2 separate regions of the Mus musculus genome follow, and region 1 is linked to region 2. The links are chromatin contacts, called in public HiChIP or PLAC-seq maps. All regions are on one chromosome and are shown on one strand. Each heading gives the region's core, a stretch centred on a gene start, on an enhancer-like site or on the middle of the called end of the contact. The rest is flanking DNA. Distances are from core to core; before and after follow the strand shown.

Evidence for each region. HiChIP or PLAC-seq counts read pairs in DNA pulled down with a chosen protein or histone mark.
Region 1: an H3K27ac HiChIP or PLAC-seq map of regulatory T cells shows a contact between it and region 2, with 2.3 times the contacts expected there. The contact joins two enhancer-like sites. A contact is called at or near these places in 2 of 484 Hi-C or Micro-C datasets (bone marrow-derived macrophages and long-term hematopoietic stem cells) and 2 of 115 datasets of contacts at active chromatin or transcription factors (embryonic stem cells and regulatory T cells).

What each region holds. Positions count from the first base shown.
Region 1 is chr7:64,008,876-64,013,722 of GRCm38.p6, reverse strand. Gm32633 (predicted gene, 32633) reads right to left here. Exons shown (of 6, transcript NR_169109.1): 4 at 1,942-2,074. Among named protein-coding and RNA genes, the nearest start is that of Gm32633, 24 kb to the right of the region's middle. Within about 2 kb of position 1,767, at least 172 of the 459 cell types and tissues checked have an H3K27ac peak or open chromatin away from gene starts, as enhancers often do. A contact at or near this core is called in bone marrow-derived macrophages, long-term hematopoietic stem cells and regulatory T cells, where this site is marked.
Region 2 is chr7:63,814,193-63,819,466 of GRCm38.p6, reverse strand. No RefSeq gene overlaps it. Among named protein-coding and RNA genes, the nearest start is that of Gm39023, 36 kb to the left of the region's middle. Within about 2 kb of position 3,011, at least 138 of the 459 cell types and tissues checked have an H3K27ac peak or open chromatin away from gene starts, as enhancers often do. A contact at or near this core is called in bone marrow-derived macrophages, long-term hematopoietic stem cells and regulatory T cells, where this site is marked.

The sequences.
Region 1 (4,847 bases), core at 518-3,017, 200 kb before region 2:
GCGAACACCGCGTGCTACAATACCATCCGACCAGGCAGGACAGAGGACGGTGAGAGGAAGGTTATGGGGTAACCAACAACTCTCTGGTTAGATTTGAAGCCAGCTCCATAGGATGAAATTCATGGCTGGTACTATAAGTCTAGCGAAAAGCTCTGAGGTCAGAGGCGCAAGAGGAGAATCGACTATACTGTTGCCTTTTGAAATGGAACTGTTACAAAATTGCTTCCTATATATACTATGTTTATACTCATGAATCCATTCTGCCTTCCCACAACCTTAGCCAAAGGAACTTCTCTTTGCTATGGTCATGAGTTAACGTAAAAACTCCTAACTGGTCAAAGTGTTGATAATAAGTGATTACTTAATGTTGAGTGAGACAGGTCTGCATGAACGACTCCCTGCCTGCGACTCCCTGCCTACCGAGGCTCAGGGAACTTTGTGAAAGAAGGGGTTGAAGGAATCTAAGAGCTAGCAGATAAGGAGGTATGCTGTGAAGTGCTGTCATCTCTACACAGCATGGCACTGCACCTATGAGCTCTCTGCCATGATAGCTATCTGCACAAGATCAGTCAACTCTGTGTGTGTGTGTGTGTGTGTGTGTATCTTTGTGTATGTGCCTGTGTGTGTGTGTGTGTATCTCTATGTGTGTATGTGTCTGTGTATATATGTATCTGTGTGCCTGTGTACATGTGTGCCTGTGTGTGTCTCTCTCTGTGTGTATGTATCTCTGTGTGTATGTCTGTGTATGTCCATGTATATCTGTGCCTATGTGTATCTGTGTGTGTGTTTCTGTGTGTATCTGTGTCTGTGCATATGACTGTGCATCGTGTGTGTGTGTGTGTGAGCAAGTGTGTGTGTGTGTGTGTATAAAAAGTGAGTGAGAAAGAGAGCACATTCTGTAGGAAGGGAATGCTGGGAGGTACCTTGTAGAAGTGGGAGAGAAGGGAAGAAGACCTGGGAGTGGGTCTGATCAAGACACATTGTTTATATGTACAGATTTTCAAAGGATGAAAGTTTTTTGGTTTTTGGTTTTTTGCTTTTTTTTTTTTTTTTTTTTTGGTTTTTCGAGACAGGGTTTCTCTGTATAGCCCTGGCTGTCCTGGAACTCACTCTGTAGACCAGGCTGGCCTCGAACTCAGAAATCTACCTGCCTCTGCCTCTCAAGTGCTGGGATTAAAGTCATGCGCCACCACTGCCCAGCGAAAGATATTCTTTATAGAGACAGGGAGAGAAGAATTTTTCTCAAATAAGCTACAAAGTGAAAACCCACATTTGTGATTTTCCTCTGACCTTCCCAGGCATGTCCTGCCATGTGCCGTATGTGCCCACGTGCACACAGGCACAGACACAAACACGCACGCACACATTCACACTGAGAACAATAAAAGGGAGGGGGTAGATCCCTCAGCCCTTCCACCATCCGAAGACTCTGAGACAAGCACCAACTACAAAACAGGAAGCCTACAGTAGAATCATCGCTCACCAGTGCCCCAGGCCCCAGCAGTGTGCAGGTTAAATCCCTGCTGTTTATAAGTTAAGTTAAGCTGGGTGGGGTCTGAGATAGTCTGTCGCAGTAGCACCAATTACCCAAGACATGGGTATGTGCTCTTCCTACCCTAGCAGCAGAAGCACACACACACACACACACACACACACACACACACACACACACACAGCCTTCTTCCTTTGCTTCTCCAGCCCTCTCCTCTCAGCAACTCTTTCATCATCCGGCCTCCGCACTCTCTCTGTAGCCAGTTCCCATGTGAGGCAATCGGGCACTGACTGTTTTTCCTGAGCAGACACATACTGACTGACTCAGGGAACAGACCACAGAGCTGGATCTCTGCGGCTGGGCTCGCTCTTCTCCTCTTTGACCATGCACGTGGAGATGAACTCATTGACCATGGGAAACGAGGCACTGGGTAGTCCTTTGATTATTACCTACAGTTGCTCGGGCAGAAGTACCAGAAAAGGCGAGGCTTCGGGACAGGAAGTTGCCACTGTATTCAAATGTTATGGTAAAGCTGGTGTCTGTGAAGATTGTGTGGGCGACTTCTGACTTCCCTCTAAGAAACTGTGAAGGAAAGATAAAGAGGGCAATGACCAAAGCAACAGCAACAGTGAGGAAGGGGAGGAAAGGAGAGAAAAGGAGAAAAGAAAGAAAAGCAAACAGAGGTGACCATAGTAAAATTAGAAACTCATGTTTAAAGATTTATTAATAGATTAAAAGCTGAGGCTGGGGAGAAGGCTTGGTGATAAAGTGCCTGCTCTCTGTGTGAGGATCTTAGTTTAGTTCCTCAGTTCCCACAGAAAAAGCCAGGGCTGGTGGTTGTGTATGTAGCACGGCCTCAGATGTCAGAGTCAGAACCAGATGGAGCCCCTGGGCTTACTGGGAAGTCTGTCCATCTGAAAAAGTGAACTACAGGTAAGTGAGAGAAGCCATCTCAAAAATCAAAGTAAGGAGCTACAGGGAAAGACACCTAACATTGACCTCTGGCCTCCATATGGCGTGCATGGGCCACTATACCATATAGACCAAGAAAGAAGGAAAGGAAGGAGGAAGGGAGGGAAGGAATGAGGGAGGAAAGGAGAAAGGGAGGGAGGGAGGGAGAAAGGAAGAAAAGAAGGACAGAAGAATGGAAGGAAGGAGAGAAGGAAGAAGGCATGCATACATGTACAACTTGGGGGCGTGTAGAATATTTACAAAACACATCCAAATAAAGGGCTGATGTCTACAATATGTAAAGAGGTCTTTAGAATCAATAAGAAGATTGTAGAAAAGCTGAGGACACAGTTGAGTGGTAAAGCACTCACTTGGCATAAATGAAGTCTTGGGTTTGGGCCCAGAACCATAAAAGGGAGTGGAGAAGCAAATACTTCAACGGGGAAAGAAAACATTAAAGGCTTAAGTGGAAACTTCATGAAAGAACATCTCTGAATGGCTAACAAATCTGATAGGGAACTCAACCCCATTTCTTCAAGGAAGAATTTAAACTACAGTGTATCATCGTGAGACCATCTCATCCACAACACTTCATGAAAAGAGAGTCAGGCAAAAGCACATGCTGGCAAGGATCCTGAGAGACTGGGGCATGGCTCGCAAGAGTGTAAACTGGTATGGATCTTTAGGAAACAATCAATCTTCAATTATCCAAAAGTTTAGGGACTTGACCAGCAATTTTGCTCCTAGGTGTACATCCAAAATGGATGAAAAAAAAAAAATCCCTACACAGCCAGTACTCACAGCAATACTGTTTATAAGAGGTCCAAAGTAGAAATAACTCAGAGGCCCTCTCAAATGATGATGGGACGAGCAAAGTGTGCATCTATTCAGGGATACATGTCCATATTTGAATGGAGAATGAAGGAGACTTGTCATTGAAAGAAGCCAGTCACAGAAGACCATATATTATCTGATTCCATACATATAAAAGTCTTTGAAGAGAAAAATTCATATGAGATACAGAGTAGGTCTATAGTTGTCCAGTACTGGGGTTAAAAAGGATGTGGGTGGAGGGCTGGTGAGATGGCTCAATGGTTAAGAGCGACTGTTCTTCCAAAGGTCAAATCCCAGCAACCACATGGTGGCTCACAACCATCCATAACGAAATCTGATGCCCTCTTCTGGAGTATCTGAGGACAGCTACAGAGTACTTACATATAATAAATAAATAAATCTTAAAAAAAAAAAAAAAGAAGGATATGGGTGTACTAGCCAAAGGTTATGTGTTTCTTTGGGGACTTTGTGATGCTTTGTATATGCTCAGCCCAGGGAGTGGCACTATTAGAATGAAGTAGGTGTGGCACTGTGGGTGTGGGCTTTAAGATCCTTATCCTAGTTGCCTGGAATGGAGTCTTCCACTAGCAGCCTTCAAAACTCTCAGCTCCTCCTGCACCATGCCTACCGGGATGCTGCCATGCTTCCTACCTTGATAATAATGGACTGAACCTCTGAACCTGTAAGCCAGCCCCAATTAAATGTTGTCCTTATAAGAGTTGCCTTGGGGGGGGCTGGTGAGATGGCTCAGCGGTTAAGAGCACTGACTGCTCTTCCAAAGGCCCTGAGTTCAAATCCCAGCAACCACATGGTGGCTCACAACCATCTGTAATGAGATCTGACTCCCTCTTCTAGCGTGTCGGAAGAAAGCAACAGTGTACTTACATATAATAATAAATAAATAAATCTTAAAAAAAAAAAATAGAGTTGCCTTGGTCATGGCATCTGTTCACAGCAGTAAAACCTTAAGTCAGGACTCAGTGACTGGTGATGATCACTCAGCTCTGTCAGAATGTTCAAATGAACTGAATATTCTTAGACAGACAAATTGTATCACAATAAAGCTGATAGCTAAAAACAGAAGGAGAAGGAGAAAGGAGGAGAAGAGAAGGGGAAGAAATAAGGAAAAGAAATAGAGAGGGAGAGGAGAGGAAAGGGGAGAGGAAAGGCCTTCACTGTGACATCACAGCCACTGGAGTGAAAGAATAAATCCCAAGCTTTGCTGGGGAAAAAGAAAAACCAGAACCCACACACTGTTGACGTGGGCCGCTGGATACCATCACTCTAAGGAACAGACTTGTCTCTAAAGCTATGACCCAGAAATTCCTCTCATGGGGTCTACACACTCTACATCCCATGAAAGACACCCTAGAATGACCACAGCATTGCTTTAATAGCCAAAACACTAGGGATTACATAAGTACCTATCAATAATAATAGAGTAAACAAATACTTGTATCTTTAGAAATTGAACCTTAGGGCTGGAGAGATGATGGCTCATCGGTTAAGAGCACTGACTGCTCTTCCAGAGGTCCTGAGTTCAATTCCCAGCAACCACATGGTGGCTCAC
Region 2 (5,274 bases), core at 1,762-4,261:
GGAGCATTTTTCTGAAGTTCAGTTAAGTTGCTTTGGAGCTGTCTGCTCCTATCCAGTATGTCTTTCATGATCTGTGAGGAGACTTGGGAGCAGAGCTCAGCTCAAAACAAGTTCACGCTGATACTGAGATGTCTGGTCTGGGAGGGAAAACCACAAAGGCAGAGTTAGAAGTCCTAGCTTTCTGCCTCTCTCTGCCTTGCTAAGGCCTCAAGCATCTTCCTAACAAGTGTTACACTGAATTCTCTCAGCCCTTGCTGATCCAGGGCCACTTCCTGCCACCCTTCCCCTGTCCTGAGGCCTCTGACCATCTCACTTCCCAGAGCTTGGAGTAGCTTCTTCAACCCAGGGTCTCCACTTGCTCTCCAGGGTTCAGGCTCACAGCTGACCAGCCACCTCTCTGTTTGCCCCTCATCTCTGCCCCCCACATTCCTGTCAGAGTGTTCTCAGAGCAAGACAAGGTGTGTAGAGGCACTTCAGTGTGGGGAACATCTGATCCTTGCTCCTCTGTCCCAGGGGAAGAGGAAGATGGAGGGTCAACTTAAACATAATGTGTTGAGGGCAGTCTTGGAGAAATGGAAAACTGGTGGTACAGAAGAGAGGGACAGGAAAGCCATGACTAATGTCCTTGACTAGATACGACGGGACCAGTGGGCACAGCTCTTCCCAGCTGGGATTACCAGGCATTGGGTACAAGTTGAGGCCTTGGACTTACTCCGAGGGTAGAAGGTCTGCCATGACAACCGGAAACATTGAATCAGTGTAGCTTGTGTAGGGAAGGTTAAGTCCAAACCCTACTGTTTCTAGCTTCAGGCAGCAACAGTCTTACTCCAAGATTGCCACACAGAGATGCAATCGATTCACTCCACTAAGGTCGAGGCCAGGTGTACTGGTCTGCACAGGGCCTGGCATCTTCACACTCTTGGTTCTGCAGAAATATCCAATGGATCTCTGACTTGGAATTCTGAGCAGTGAATCTGCTTTGGCACTGTACTTGGCTAGTCCCACTAGAGGGAGTTATCACTCTTGGGCCTGGCTTGAATGTCTACATAGCTCTGATCCTGAGACCCTGCCTGGAAGGTTTAAATGACCTTGGCAACTCCACTAGACACAGCGGTAGAGCATTCTGGTGGACAGCGTGGGCCTCCTGCCTCTCCCTGCATGCTGGCTGCAGTCTGCCTGAACACAGGTGCTACCACTATAGAGTCCAAATGGCAACTCCAGAGAATACCGGGTCTTGGTGCTGGGTGGTGGCCAGTGCTTTCCAGATTTGGTGTCTCCAAAGGTCACAGGTCAGGGTCCACTCATAGAAAGATGTGTCCATATGACCTTTATTTTTAAACCACCAAGAGAATTTGGTCACCCAGGAATGGGCCAAGACAACGACCCTCTGAGAGTGATCCCTATAGAGTCCTGGGACATTGGACTGGTTTTCTCCTTCCCTGGCCTTCAGATTTGTACCCTGTTGCTGTCCATTCATGGAGGCAAGGACAGTCTAGGAGAAAGGGCTCCAGCTCCTCAGTTCCAAGGCCAAGTCCATGACCTCTAGCTCTGTTCTGACTGTCACCAGTCAAGAAGCCTCCCTACCTGCAGGCTTTGTTGTCCTGGGGAATGGCACTTCAATGCCACCCACTCTGAGAGCTTAGCTGTAAGCTCTCTATGGAGGACCCAGCCCTGTTCCTGTGTGGGCCTCACTGACTGGCACCTGTAGTCTGTGAAATGGGTGTCTGGCCCAGGCAGCCCCTAACAGTAAAGGCTCCATCTGCTCTCTATCTGTTCTTCTCTATGGGAGAGGTTGTTGGCTCTTCTGGGGTTTTGGCTGCCTTCCTCTACGTGGAGTCTGCTGGCCCTCAACTACATGTCAGACCTACCATATGCAGGCAAGACTGTGGGTGGAGATGTGGGGGAACTGGCTAATCTGATTGAAGGGGGGGAGTGGCCACTGCCTGGAAAAAAGATCACTCAGCACCCTCTGCCCTGGTGTTAGTGTCTACCAGGGTCCTGGACCAGCTCTAGGTGCTCAGCTCCTTGCTTCACAATGGTTGCTTCATCTCTGTTGGCATCTCTCAACATGCCTACCCTACAGATGTAGAACTGAAGCTCAGCAAGTTGAAGTGACTCAGTTGGACTCACATGGCTGGATACATAGTTGCCATTGGTTATGGTGTCAGATTAGAGGCAGTAAGAAAGAGGGACTTTCCATCTGGAGAGTCCAGAAAGTTGCTAAAGCTGACACCAGATAGGACGTGAGCAGAGGACAGGGAGGAAGGACAGAGTGCCAGTGTCCATGGCAGAGTGGGAAGTGCCCCAGTGTTCTTGCCTACCCTGCAACAAGAGCTTTAACAGAGGGGAAGCTTTGGACACAGAAGGGCAGGGGATGGAAGAGCTCAGAACTGGATCCTTCCTGTAAGCCCTCCCAGTCACAGACACAGAGAAGAAACTTCCAATCCAGGGAGGGTCCTGTTTGGAGAGACCCTGGAGCTCAGAGCTGGATCTGCTGAGACCTGGAGCTAGTTATGAGCAGAAACCAAAAACAGGTTTGCTGATGAGTCATCTCCGGGAGTACCCAGCAAGAGGCAGGGGGGAATGTCCTCTTCCCTGCCCACCAGGCAGGGCCTGGCCCTTCCTGCTCCCACCACAAGCAGCTTGTGCCTCTCTTGCTTGCTTCCAACTCCAAGACCATTGAGCAGAGCAGCCTGCTGGATGACTTCCTGCATGGGCACCCACCCTTGTTGCTGTGTCTAGACAGCAGCTGCTGCCCATGTTGGTGGAGGGTCCAGGAGCGACACAGCAGGGGGCTGGGGACTGGCTAGAGCTATGTCTGAAATCTTGTTCAAAACCACAGGCAGGGTGAACTGGTTGGAAAATATTCCTTCCTGGAGACATTGTAGCCCTGCCTCCTTGAATCAGCCAGCCACTTCCTTCCTGTGTGTATCTTATACATGCTAAGGGGGTGGGCTCAGCCCTGGTGTTTTTTTGTTTCAAGGTTTTTGTCTGTGGTAGTCCTTTGGTGTGTTGTAGGGCACAAGAATGGGGCTGCTGCTAAAGGGACTTTGTCACAGGGTTGTGGGAACAGCTTGGGCTAGTGTGTAAGGTGAAAGCTTTTGACTGTGAGAGTGAGGAAGAGCCCTGGCGTCACGTCTGGATCCTCGTATGAGGCAGTTTCATCACAGACAGGTCACAGGAGCTGGCTCTGATTATTTTACAGGTAACTAACTGCTTAAGAAGGCCAAACTGCTTAGGGCGTCAAAGGCAGAGAGGCTAGACTGACTTCCTGCCTCCCACGCCTGAGCCCTTCCGGCAGTCAGTTCATAGGCCCTTCAACACTGGCTCAGATCCTGCTCTTACTAAAAATCCTGCCAGCTTATTTCCTGAGAAGCCAGGGCGCTTTCGGTTTATTAACATTTTCTTTCTCTTGGAGTGAACAGGGCTGCTCAGCAGCGGACGCACCAGAAGTAATACAAGTTACCTGGAAAACCTATACACATATGTGCATATATAAACACACACACACACACACACACACACACACACACACACTACGTGTTATGGTCTACAAGATGATACAAGTTTCAAGAAAAATCTGTATTCAGCCTACAGGTGATGACTTTCCGTTGGCATGTGTGCACGTTTGTCTGTCCCTGTAGATGTCTGTACATACACATGCCAGTGGCCTGACAGGACTTTTTGACTAAGCCATAGTGTGAAATTGGTGTGTATTCAATAGAAACCATACACTGAATAGTGAGTTTGGACTTTTTCTCAGGCTAGTGGTATATACTACAATCCCTTTTCATGATGCTGGGCCCCGGCTTTGAGCTGACACATCTAAGAACTAGAGACCAGTAGAGGAAACAGTCAGTCATCGCTGTGCAGTGCGTGCGGCTACGCTGGAGGTAGACAATCAGCAGAATTTTTTGGCGGGGGGTATTTTTCAAGATAGGGTTTTTCTGTAGAGCCCTGGCTGTCCTGGAACTCACTTTGTAGACCAGGGTGGCCTCAAACTCCGAAATCCACCTGCCTCTGCCTCCCGACTGCTGGGATTAAAGGCATATGCCACCGTGCCCGGCGACAATCAACACATTAATTGTACTTCACACATTTTTCATGTATGGTGATTTTTGAGTGAGTGCGCACACGTGTGTGTGTGTGTGTGTGTGTGTGTGTGTGTGTGTGTGTGTGTACACTTGATATCATTAGCATGAGCCAACACCCATCCCACAGAATTACAGATTGTCTGACTGAAACACTCTCCTTTTTACTGACATTCATCCACTGAACCAGCACTCGGTTCTGATTGGGTCTCACACTGAGGTCTGGCAAATAAAACCACAAATTGCACTTGTGGGGTCTCAAAAGCACTGTGCTTGTGGGGTCTCAAGGGCCCCCAGCACTTAGTCCTGTGCACCTATGCTCCACCCAGTCAAACACAAGCACTCTGGAAGGGAGGAGCCTCTCGCCTCAGGCTGTACCATATGAACTGAGCCTTGGGGGACACCCTCTTGCCCTTAGACTGGATTTTCTTTCTCTCTCTCTCTTTCTTTCTTTCTCTCTCTCTCTCTCTCCTTCCTTCCTTCTTTCCTTCTTTCCTTCTTTCCTTCTTTCTTTCTTTTTTCTTTCTTTCTTTCTTTCTTTCTTTCTTTCTTTCTTTCTTTCTTTCTTTCTTCCTTCCTTCCTTCCTTCCTTCCTTCCTTCCTTTCTTTCTTTCAGATTTATTTAATTATTTATTATATGTAAGTACACTGTAGCTGTCTTCAGACATACCAGAAGAGGGCATCAGATCTCATTACAGATGGTTGTGAGCCACCATGTGGTTGCTGGGATTTGAACTCAGGACCTCTGGGAAGAGCAGTCAGTGCTCTTAACTGCTGAGCCATCTCTCCAGTCCTAGATTGGAGTTTCTTAATGGATGAAGCATTTCTGAAGTCCCAGGTATAGCTAGAGATTGCACCTCCGAGACTTTGAGATGGCTTATTGCACCTCTAGCCCTTCTGAGTCTTTTTTCTTCTAAATGGAGGGTGGGGAGATACCACATGCAACTGGCAGCCTGCTCACATCTGGGAGCATCTGCTCACCATAACTTCACATGGTAGGAGTGCAGGTGGGAGAGGGCCTGCAGAAGACAAGAGTCTCTGACCTTGCAAAATATTCACTTCCTAGGAAAAAACCACAAACCTGTCCAGAGAGGATAGCCTGGGGCTCCACTTGCCCTGTGGCCATGGAGTCCTTTTATACCATGTCACGTGACAACATTGCCTGTCAGGAAAGAACCTGAGG